Regions from separate parts of the Mus musculus genome. Here regions 2 and 3 are each linked to region 1. A link is a contact called in public Hi-C data. All regions are on one chromosome and are shown on one strand. Each heading gives the region's core, a stretch centred on a gene start, on an enhancer-like site or on the middle of the called end of the contact. The rest is flanking DNA. Distances are from core to core; before and after follow the strand shown.

Evidence for each region. A called contact is a pair of places that touch in the nucleus more often than the background predicts.
Region 2: a Hi-C map of the N1E-115 cell line shows a contact between it and region 1, with 4 times the contacts expected there. The contact joins two enhancer-like sites. A contact is called at or near these places in 1 of 15 datasets of contacts at CTCF or cohesin (embryonic stem cells), 28 of 484 Hi-C or Micro-C datasets (the N1E-115 cell line, differentiating embryonic stem cells, embryonic stem cells and 3 more) and 4 of 115 datasets of contacts at active chromatin or transcription factors (all in embryonic stem cells).
Region 3: a contact with region 1 is called in a Hi-C map of the N1E-115 cell line, with 6 times the contacts expected there. The contact joins two enhancer-like sites. A contact is called at or near these places in 6 of 484 Hi-C or Micro-C datasets (the N1E-115 cell line, embryonic stem cells, extraembryonic endoderm stem cells and 2 more) and 2 of 115 datasets of contacts at active chromatin or transcription factors (large pre-B cells and oligodendrocyte precursor cells).

What each region holds. Positions count from the first base shown.
Region 1 is chr12:12,621,385-12,624,767 of GRCm38.p6, forward strand. No RefSeq gene overlaps it. Among named protein-coding and RNA genes, the nearest start is that of Gm34637, 47 kb to the right of the region's middle. Within about 2 kb of position 1,742, at least 34 of the 459 cell types and tissues checked have an H3K27ac peak or open chromatin away from gene starts, as enhancers often do. A contact at or near this core is called in the N1E-115 cell line, where this site is marked.
Region 2 is chr12:13,022,219-13,025,601 of GRCm38.p6, forward strand. No RefSeq gene overlaps it. Among named protein-coding and RNA genes, the nearest start is that of Gm35208, 37 kb to the left of the region's middle. Within about 2 kb of position 1,658, at least 9 of the 459 cell types and tissues checked have an H3K27ac peak or open chromatin away from gene starts, as enhancers often do. A contact at or near this core is called in the N1E-115 cell line, where this site is marked.
Region 3 is chr12:12,884,344-12,887,726 of GRCm38.p6, forward strand. No RefSeq gene overlaps it. Among named protein-coding and RNA genes, the nearest start is that of Gm40271, 23 kb to the right of the region's middle. Within about 2 kb of position 1,733, at least 9 of the 459 cell types and tissues checked have an H3K27ac peak or open chromatin away from gene starts, as enhancers often do. A contact at or near this core is called in the N1E-115 cell line, where this site is marked.

The sequences.
Region 1 (3,383 bases), core at 492-2,991:
GGCAACATAAATAATTCCCCAAATCACGTTGTCAAGCAAGAATTTCAGGGGAGACATCAACCAGCGCCATCCACTCCATCCGAATTGCTCTCGAAGCTGAAGAGCTCAAACCCGAGCTCTCATAATTCTTCTTTAATTGTTAAGGAACTAATTAAACCCACGGCATCTCTGTTAACTGAGTTTTATGATGTTAATTTCTCCACTGGACAAGCTAAGTCTAGCACCAGGTGCCTGAACTGCCGGCTTCTGGCTCTAGACAAAAGGTGTTAATATCTTCAATGAACATGGCAAGGTACCCACAGGATTCCAAGCGATTTACCAACAGCTCCCGCCAACTGCCACAGGGCTGGGTGCCGGCAGCAGAGTAGCACCCTTCTGGACTTCCTCCCTGTGGGCCTTTTCATTTAGCACCTAGGCACACGGGTGTTTCTGCGCAGGACCACCAGACTGAACGGAAGCAAGCAAGTGCATCGTTTGGAACTATTTACATTTTCCTCCAAAACTGTTCTCAACTCCTGTAGTTTAGCTAGGACGGGAACCTCAGTGACGGTCATTGGTGACTCTAAGCATGGAACCATGCACAACCCAAATAGGTCTTCCTGCCCCTGCCCCTGAAGAACCCTGCAAGCAGGTAGAACCCAGAAGCTCAGGCAGAGCAATAGACCCGTGCACCTCCCTGCCCCTGTTCTAACCTAACGTCTAATGCTAAGAGGCAGAGTCGGGATGAAAACTCAGCAGGCAACTAACTCCTAGAACCATGAACTGGAGAGTTTAGAAATCTGTATCTACTCTCCCCTTGTAGAGCAAGGTGCTCCAGACAGCAGAGGGAAGATGCTTACAAGCACAGAAAGCAGGGCGTGCATGGTAATTCTGAGACCAGAGCTCCTTCTTACCTGTCATGTCTAGACTTTATTCAGCTAATGTCCCCAGACAGATAGATGCTGGGTGTACTTCCGGGTTCTTAAAGCCACACATAGCCTATCTCGTTGGAGGCAATTGAGTTTCTCCAACAAAAAGACAAGTCTGAACTTCATCCCACAGGTAATTAGCAGACAGCCCCTGGGACAAAAGCCTGTGGCAACTGAGTCCTCAGTCCATCTAGGTATGACAGCATAAGAGTAGCCCCTTGTATGTGCTTAAGACAGACACCAAATGAACAAAGGCCAGGTGCCCAGAGACAACTCCAAACACACCCCTTCTATGTCTTTTTTCTTGACTGTTTTTTTTTTTCCAACTGAGAACATAAAATAAAAAATATGTCACTGAATCTGAGAATATCTGGGGACCTCCTTGGTTACTTTTCTGATGATGATTTCTATCCCTCAAACAAAAACAAAAAGGGAAGTATGTGGGGGCAGGGGACCCTAGCTGTTTCTGCCTCTGCTTTCCAAAGGAACACATCCCTTACATATTTTAGCTGCCTCGGGACTCAAGTGTGCTTACAGTGGCCCCAGCTCTTAGCTTTTGGAAAGGCATCAGAACCTCTGGATGAAAGAAAGCCATGGCTCCCCACTGGAGCTGCCTAGCAAGTTTGAAGAGCGGTGCCCACAGCCGACAGACAGGGACTACTGATTAGGTTTCCAGCCTGGCATTCAGGGAAGGGAGGATCCAGAGCCAGACGCTAGGCCAAAGGGTGTGTGTGTGTGTGTGTGTGTGTGTGTGTGTGTGTGTGTGTGTGTGTATGAGGAGGGTTGGGAGTGCTGGTGAGGGGACAAGTTGTGACTCCATAGTAAGCTCATCTCCAGAAGGTGGCGCTGTGCTTTAAGACAGGCTAGCCAGAGGGATGAAGCTGCTGCAAGACAGGCTAGGATTTCAGAAAAGAATGTTTAAGAATGCAATGCAGAGCTGGAGAGGCCCTACAGTAGCATTCTAGACTAAGCCTATATCACTAACTGGGAAACACAAGCCCCGAGAAAGAAGAATGCTTTCTACATTTGCACAGACCACGGTGTAGAACTCATTCTTTCAACTCCTCATGTCCTACACCAGCTCTGGGTAAAATTGAAATAAGAGAGTGAGAATGAGAGTGGCCTTGTCACAGAGAAGGTCGGCCTCAAACACTGAGGATCCAAAGAGAAGGAACAAGCTTCCCACGTGGGGAACCTGCCTGAAGAAGGGACCGTTGTCAGTGGTCTTGGAAGCATGATAGTCATGCCTCAGAATTCATGACAGAAAAATAAAATAAAAGCCCTGGGTTCCCCTCCTGGTGACCACTGTGCTACTGGCTATTCACAGCTCATCTCTGAGCCTTGATGACTGCATCAGAATGGGAGGGAAATATCTCCCTCCTAGAATCCTATCTGAGACTATCTAGACTGGCATGTCCAGTACAGTGTAGGAAGGCAGTGAGACATCAGACAGGACCAACTCTTTTTTCCTCCCTGGCTTCACTGTGAGGCGCATTTTCCCAGGGAGTCTCACACATGTGGACTGGGAGTGAGCAGAGCACAGTGGATACAAGTCCCTGCTCTCAGGACAAGAAGCTTCAGTGACAAGGCCATGGGAAGGCAGAGTGAAAGGCTACAGGTTGGGCTCTTGGAGATGCTTCATTCAGTAAAGGGTTTGCAGCAAGGACCGGAGTTTACTCAGTACCCAAGTAAAAAGGACGACTGACTTGGGAGGCATACCTGATCCGAACCCGGGGGAAATGGATCTCCGGGGCTCACCAGTCAGCCCGGCCTGGATGGCCAGTGTTGGGTACTGAGAGGCCATGTCTTAAAAACAAGGTGGATAGTTAGTACCTGAGAAACCACAGCCAAGTGTTCTCTGACTTCTATGCACACACACACATACATACACAGTCACATACACACACATAAACACACAATACACACACACATAGTACACACACACACAAACACACAGTACACAAACATGTGCACACATGCCCATGCGTGACAGGTGCCAGGCAAAGGACTAAACTTAGAGGACAGGCTTTATCCTACAGAGTTAGAAAAACAGAATGACAAGATTGTCACTCCCTCCACCAAGCCCTTCGCTACAGCAGCAAACACCCGCAGACACCTGCACACTCAAGTGCACACACATACATACACTGAGACCTGAAGCAAGTGACGTGACTGCCAAAACACCAGGTCAGACAGCCCGGCTTTCCCAGAGGCTGGTATGCCACAGGGAGCCTTCAGTGGCTGCCTCCCCACTCAGCCAGTTCACGTGCTCTTTTCAACCACTGACTTTCATTCAGGGTCCACAGGAGCAGGAAAGCTTTATCACCATCCTCTCCACACACAAAAGACCAAGCCTTGAAAGGGTCTCCCTGGGACCACACAGCTCGGCAGCCCATTGGTAGAACAATTGTTGAGAACAGTCTCACTCATCCCTGCCTGCCTTTTCTTCCTCGTTCTCTTTTTTTTCGTTTGTTT
Region 2 (3,383 bases), core at 408-2,907, 400 kb after region 1:
TGATTTTCCCCCTGAATCTCCAATACCCCAGAACTTGGCATATGCTGTCCCCTCTCTCTGACACCCTTACCCTTTCCTACTAGCTTCTACTTGCTTTTTGTCATCCCCTGTTGTGCTTCCACAGGTCCTATATGTCACTCCATTGGTGATGATGGGAGGCCCTCTTGCAACCTCTTAGAAGTTGATTCTGAAACAGAGATCAGTGTGTGAGGGACTCCCAGGGCTAAGGAACTAGGAATTGAGCATCGCGGCTAGGGAGCTGGGGAGCTGCGTTGGGATGAAGCCACAGCAGAGACTTCAGTCTAGCCTTGCTCTGGGTTCAGACATGGGGTTGGGTCTTCCCTAGACATTGCACAGAAGTTGCTCTGGGAAAGCATCAGTCACAGTGCATGTGGTGTCCTCATTGTGCTGTAAGTCCTTTAAACACTCTGGCTTCTGGGGACTGGTTTCTTCAGTCTGGATAGGGCATGGAGACTATATGTGCCATGGTGACCACCTGTTTAAGGGGCTCCTTTACTCTCTGGCCATGTTTCTTATAGCGGAGAATGTCGATTCCTAAATAAGACACCCTTCACGCTGGACCCTGACCCCTCCACTTATGATGTAGGCAGCTGTCATGCACTCTTGTGTGAAGCAGATCTGTGTTGATCTCTAGCCCCCACACCAGTATACGGCTATAGGAGAAGACACAGAAGTTGGAAGGAAGATGGACAGTCATTTATCCAAGGATGCTTGAGAGATGGATAGATAAAAGGAGCTACAAATGTCCTATAATGTACACTGGGGTACTGACATATGTCCTCAAAGCATGTGGAAGGGGGAGATGGAGCTGACTAAGCTTCTACCAGAAGAGGCCAGCATATCTTTGAGCCTGTTCACTGGCACTGGACCTAACCAAAGGTCCTTATAGTACACACCCATCCTGACCTTGAGAAGAAAGGACATGTATGTGCATGTGTGTCCCTCCCAGGACGGCATGAGACTCACCCAGGGCCCTGAAAGTCTCTGTATAGCTGCACTCATAGTCTTATGGACAATAGTATGAAGGATATTATTATCCAGAGTGAGGGGCTGGCAGTGGAAATATTGCTTCAAGAGCAAATGACAGCTTTCTACCAACTTGAAGTCATTTCCACAAACACAAGAACACCTCCATTCTTTTCAGAGAACCACCACAGCGAGTAGGGGTCCTCTTTTCCTCACGTTTCATATTCATGCATTCAATTAGAAGATATTTTTCTACAATGGCTCAATATTTTAACATTCACTGCCTTCCATTCTTGATGCTTCTCCCTAAATGATACAGCATAGCAGCTAGTTACCATATTAACATATACATTGTATTTGGAATCAGAAGTAATTATGACATTGTTTGTAGGATGTATAGATAGTGTCCTTGGGCTGTATATAAATGCCATATTGTTTGAATAAGACACTTCAGCCCCTATGGATTTTGGTGCCCTGGAGCCAGTTTCCTGGGGATGCCAATAGATGACTGTGTTCTTATAACCTGCATTGTGCAGGTGAGAAGAAGGAAAGAGAAATGAAGAAACTGAACCACACAGCTGAAAAGTGGCAGGGCCTTGTACCACACTGCTGAGAAGCAGTCCTCTTGTGTGCACCAGTCCAGTTTCTCAGTGGGTGTCATCGTTCTAAATTTACAGAGAAGGGGGCAGTTTCAGAGAGAGCCAGCAGTGACTGGAGACAATGAAAACTAAGGAGGTGGTTATGTGCACACTATTTAGTGCCATCTGAAATGGCTTTTAATATAGGACCGGGGCTGTGTGCCAGAGAGGCTCAAGGAGGGAATCATAGAAAGACAACAAGAGAAGGATCACATCCTTCAAGGTTAAAGGGTTTTGTCAGGCAGATGGGTTGAAGGTTGGTGCTCTTCATGTGTAAGTACAGGAGACCAGAAAAGCGGTGTCCTACAAGGACAGAAGTAATGTGTGATGGAAAACAGGAGGATGGGTAGTGGTGGAGGAGGGAAGAGACAGGACAAAGTGACCTTCCTGGCAAGAATATTCCTCCTTCACTTAAAGACCTCAGATGTCATCCTAGGGATCCAGAGAGCCTGACAGGATAGCACCTGCACATTTTGATCTTGGGACAAGAGGGTGGCAGTGCTGAATAGAGAAGGTCAGGTTGGGAGCCTCCCCTCGGCGCCTCCAGCCTGCTGCAAATTTACACGTGACTCTTCTAGGGCAAACTGAAGCTGCTTCCTGCAGATTTAATTCAGTGTCAGCTGCAAAGCTCTATTAACTAAATTGGCCATCAACCTGCGTGTCTGTTCCACATAATGGGGTTTTATACAAAACGAGTTTTTCACTGCGTTAAAAAAGTGTCATGTTTGAATCAAAACTTATTCTATCGCTCAAGCTAATGAAAGCCCCGAACAAGAGCTGATCAATGGGTCCTGAGGTGTTTCCATGGAAACAGGAGCAGAGAGGCAGTGCTCCTAGGTGATGCTGCAGGGTGCTCATTGGCAGGACCCCTCCCCCCATCCAGTCCACCTGAGGTACTGAGACCTGGAGGTGTACACAGAGCAGGGACTCAGACCCAGTATTAGGTTCAGGAGGTCCCTCAGCCTGCTTGGGGCTGATTAAAAGCTGAGTGAAGCTCAGGTGCTGCCATAGTTAAATTCCTATTTGAGGATGTATTTTTAACCTGGCCTTGTGGTAAAGACCCCTAATCCCAGCAAGACCAATAAAACCAGTTACTCAGAAGGCTGAGGCAGGAGGATAGAAAATTCTGAATTTGCCCAGGTTCTAGAATTAGGTCAAGCCCAGGCTGGATAACTCAGTAAGGCCTTGTCCCAGAGTTAAAAGCAAAAATAAGCCGGGCTGCAGCTCAGTGGCGGGGAGCTTGCCCAGCATGCACAAGGCATAACTTTACTCTCCAACACCATCAAAACACAAACAAACAAAAACCGCAAGTATATGATGTTGGAGTTCCCCTGGGCCTTCAGAGTTTCAACTTGAAAGTCTCCCACATGCTGACCACTCAGCGAGTAATCGTCTTATTTTATTTACTACAGGAGACTGGGGCCAGAATATTGAGAGTTGGCATCAAGCTTTAAGATGGAGCCTCACTGCAGGTCTGGGGAGTCACTCCCCACCTCTGGCCGTAGGTTCCCCACCTCTAAACATAAGGTACAAGTGAGCTTCTGTATGGGAACCCAAGAAATACGAATTCCCGTGTCATTCTGCAGATGGTAGACCCTCTGATGGTTAGTTTCTCCATCCATGGTCTCTCATATCCTGCTTCTTCTGTCTAGGCTAAGACTTGGGCCAGCACATAGGCAGCCTTGAGGTCAGGGTGACTCCCACCTAGGTGCTATGAGTAGAGAGGATGGAGTGTTCCTTCTGCCTGTGTGTTAATAT
Region 3 (3,383 bases), core at 483-2,982, 260 kb after region 1:
AAGTGTCTGACCTGTCTACTTGTCACAATTCCTTTCTTTTGAGTAAGTCCACAGGGCAAAGTGGCAGTACAAACACTTCAGAAGAGACTCCCATAAAGAAATGGGAAAGAATGGGCTGCATTGTGGCAATGTGATTCCTAGCCAGATGTCATGTTTTGGGAAAATAGAAATTTCTGTGTGTGTGTGTGTGTGTGTGTGTGTGTAGATGGAGAGAATGAACAGAGCCAGCCATGATCCTGAATAAATCAGTCTGTCTCTCTGGGTGACAACTCAGATCATAAGAGGTCAGACGAGACAGTTTCTACACTTCTGTTACTGCATGGGAGCCGGGTCCTATAAGCACATTATCACCTGCTCTGCACATCACAGACATTTGTGAACATGCTTAGTCCTCTGACCATCCAAATTATTCATACTTCCTGGCTTTGAGTAGGTCATGGATTTCCCCAGTATTTCCCATAAGAGAGAGTTTGCTTTATCGACCCCATATAGAAAGGTGATTTCCAAATGAATAAAAAGTAAAGCCAAGGAAGAGGGAAAGGAAGGAAAAATCATCTTGGAGCATTCACTATGCATCAAATCTCAGACCCAGAAGTTTCATATCCTACTCCTCCTCACAATACCCTGAGAAACCAAGAGGTGTTATTTTGATTTTTGTTGTAATTTAAAAAAAGGTAACTGAAGATTTCCCTTTGACCTTAGGTCTAGCCTAATTCCAAGTCTGTGTCCCCTCCAGGATATAGTGCAGGAAATCAGGATAGATCTGTAAGCTGAAGACCTGTGTGAGAGTCCTTCTGCTAAAAGTCCCCTACCTGTATACCAGTTCCCACCCAGTAAAGCTCCAAGAAGTCGTTGAATCTGCACTGTCCTAGACAGGCTCATCTTTTGAGCCTTCAGAATGTGGGTTTTGGCTGATGAAAGTGAATTGTTGCAGGGTGAGTTTTTAAAGGTTAGACCCAGCCCTGGTTCCAGCCTGAGCTCACTTGCTTCCGGACTCGCAGCACTAACCAAGTTGCAACTTCATGCTACCTCCACAAGTAGACCCCTTCCATCACCATGCTTCAACTCTGACATGACTGTTTGGGTTTTGTTTGGTTTGGTTTGGTTTGGTTTTGGTTTTTGGTTTTTGATTTTTGGGTTTTTTTGAGACAGGGATTCCCTGTGTAGTCCTGGAACTCACCTGTAGATCAGACTGATCTTAAACTCAGAGATCAGCCTGCCTCCGCCTCCCCAGTGCTTGGGTTAAAGGCATGTGTCACTACCACCCAGCTTTAAATTTTTTGAAATATATCTGTCCTTCCTTAATTTATCTCTATGGGACATTTTAGTCACATGACAAGAAAAGTAACAAAGCGTAATTTGTTTTAACCAAAGGCTCAGTCCTAGAAACACTTGCTGCAAGATGAGGCATAGCTCACTGGTAGAGCACTTGCCTAGTGTGAGGAGCTGAATTTGTAACCTAAAACCTATGTAAAAAGGCCAGGATTAGTGCTATGCCTAATCCCAGCACTGGGGTGCAAACCCCTGGGGTTCACTAGACAGCCCACCTAGACTAATTGGCAAGCTGCCGGCCTGAGGAAAGCTACTGTCTCAAAGTACAGCACGGGGCTGAAGAAATGGATGAGACTTGGGACGTTCCTACGTGGCGTCCTTCCCTCGGCCCTGCAGATGCCATCCAGTCTCGCAGGAATGGCTTACCTCCTGCATTTCCTTCCTGCTCTGCCCGTCGTCCTCTTGGGGAAGAAAACAAAGGCCATCTCTTCCCTGATCGAGGGCCCTCATATCCTGCACTGCTGAGATTAGATGACCTCTCGGGCTGACCTGCTTCGGGTTAAATAAGCCTATTCATCGAACCTTTTCCTTCTCTGAACTATATACAGCCCACCTATCAGTTTCCTGGCTCCTTTCTGGACTCCCAAGGTGAAGAATAGAATTCAGAAAATGTTCCTCTTGTGGAGGCTCTTACAAAGTCTCTCTTCTCTAATTTTCTCCTGGGAAGCCAGGCCTACGCCATGCCCTCTCTTAGGAAAGGAGCAATTAATTGCTCTGTCCTCTCCTTACCTTAGCTTCACCCCGCTCGCTGCACGTACACTGTAACTGAAGAAAGCTTGCCATCATCATTAAGAAGCTAGGGAGCATGTATGAGGATAATCTATTCAGTTTTAGAGACTTGGGCAGGGAGCGTGCTAACGATAGTTCTATATGATTCGTAAACGTCAGACTCAAAAACTGACATAAAAGGGGTGGGGTTAGGCTAGCTTCTGTTTCTAATTAATCTATTACGTCCCCTCTTCGCTGACTCGATTGCTCTCCTCCACTTTGATGACACACACATTTGGAGGACTCTTCCATTAGTCCATAGCACTTGGAGCCGTCATTCTGGGCTCTCTCTTCCAGGTGTAATTTACTGTAATCACCTCGGAAAATGAAAGCCATTTTCCAGAAGCCAAAGAGTACCAGACACTCATTTGTATCCCACATTTCAAGTCCTAGATGACTGCCTGGTTCCCCAGAGGTCAAATGACAGCGGTGCTTGTCATTTTGCTTCAGTCACATGCCAGACTCTTTCAGCAACCTAGTGGCTGCACCGGAAAAGAGAACATTTAATCCTAGCTTTCTTCCCAGGCTCCAGGATGACTGGAAATGCCCACAGTTTTTGCTTTTTTGTTGTTGGTGGGTTTTTGTTGTTGTTGTTGTTGTTTGGTAAGGTTTTGTTTTTGTTTTATTTTAGTTTAGTTTTTGGTTTTATTTTGTTTTTTTTTTGCTACCATCTGATAAATAAAAGTTGACCAGTGTAGCCCATCACCAGGATGGCCACTGACATGGTGTTCTGGCTGGTTTTGTGTCAACTTGACACAAGCTAGAGTTATCACAGAGATAGGAGCTCTAGTTGGGGAAGTGTCTCCAGGAGATCCAGCTGTAAGGCATTTTCTCAATTAGTGATCAAGGGGGAAAGGCCCCTTGTGGGTGGTGCCCATCTCTGGGCTGGTAGTCTTAGGTTCTATAAGAAAGCAAGCTGAGCAAGCCAGGGGAAGCAAGCCAGTAAAGAACATCCCTCCATGGCCTCTGCATCAGCTCCTGCTTCCTGACTTGCCTGAGTTCCAGTCCTGACTTCCTTTGGTGATGAACAACAATGTGGAAAGTGTAAGCTAAATAAACCCTTTCCTCCCCAACTTGCTTCTTGGTCATGATGTTTGTGCAAGAATAGAAACCCTGACTAAGACACATGGTAACATGACTGAACTGGGGTCTATATTAAAATTTAGGTGTAAAATGTGTTCATGTGTCTGAACACTTGGTCTGCGACTGATTGTGCTGTTAGGGGAAGTTTTGGAAGCTTTAGGGGACAGGACTAACTGAAGGAAATGAGTTGAGTGGAGGGA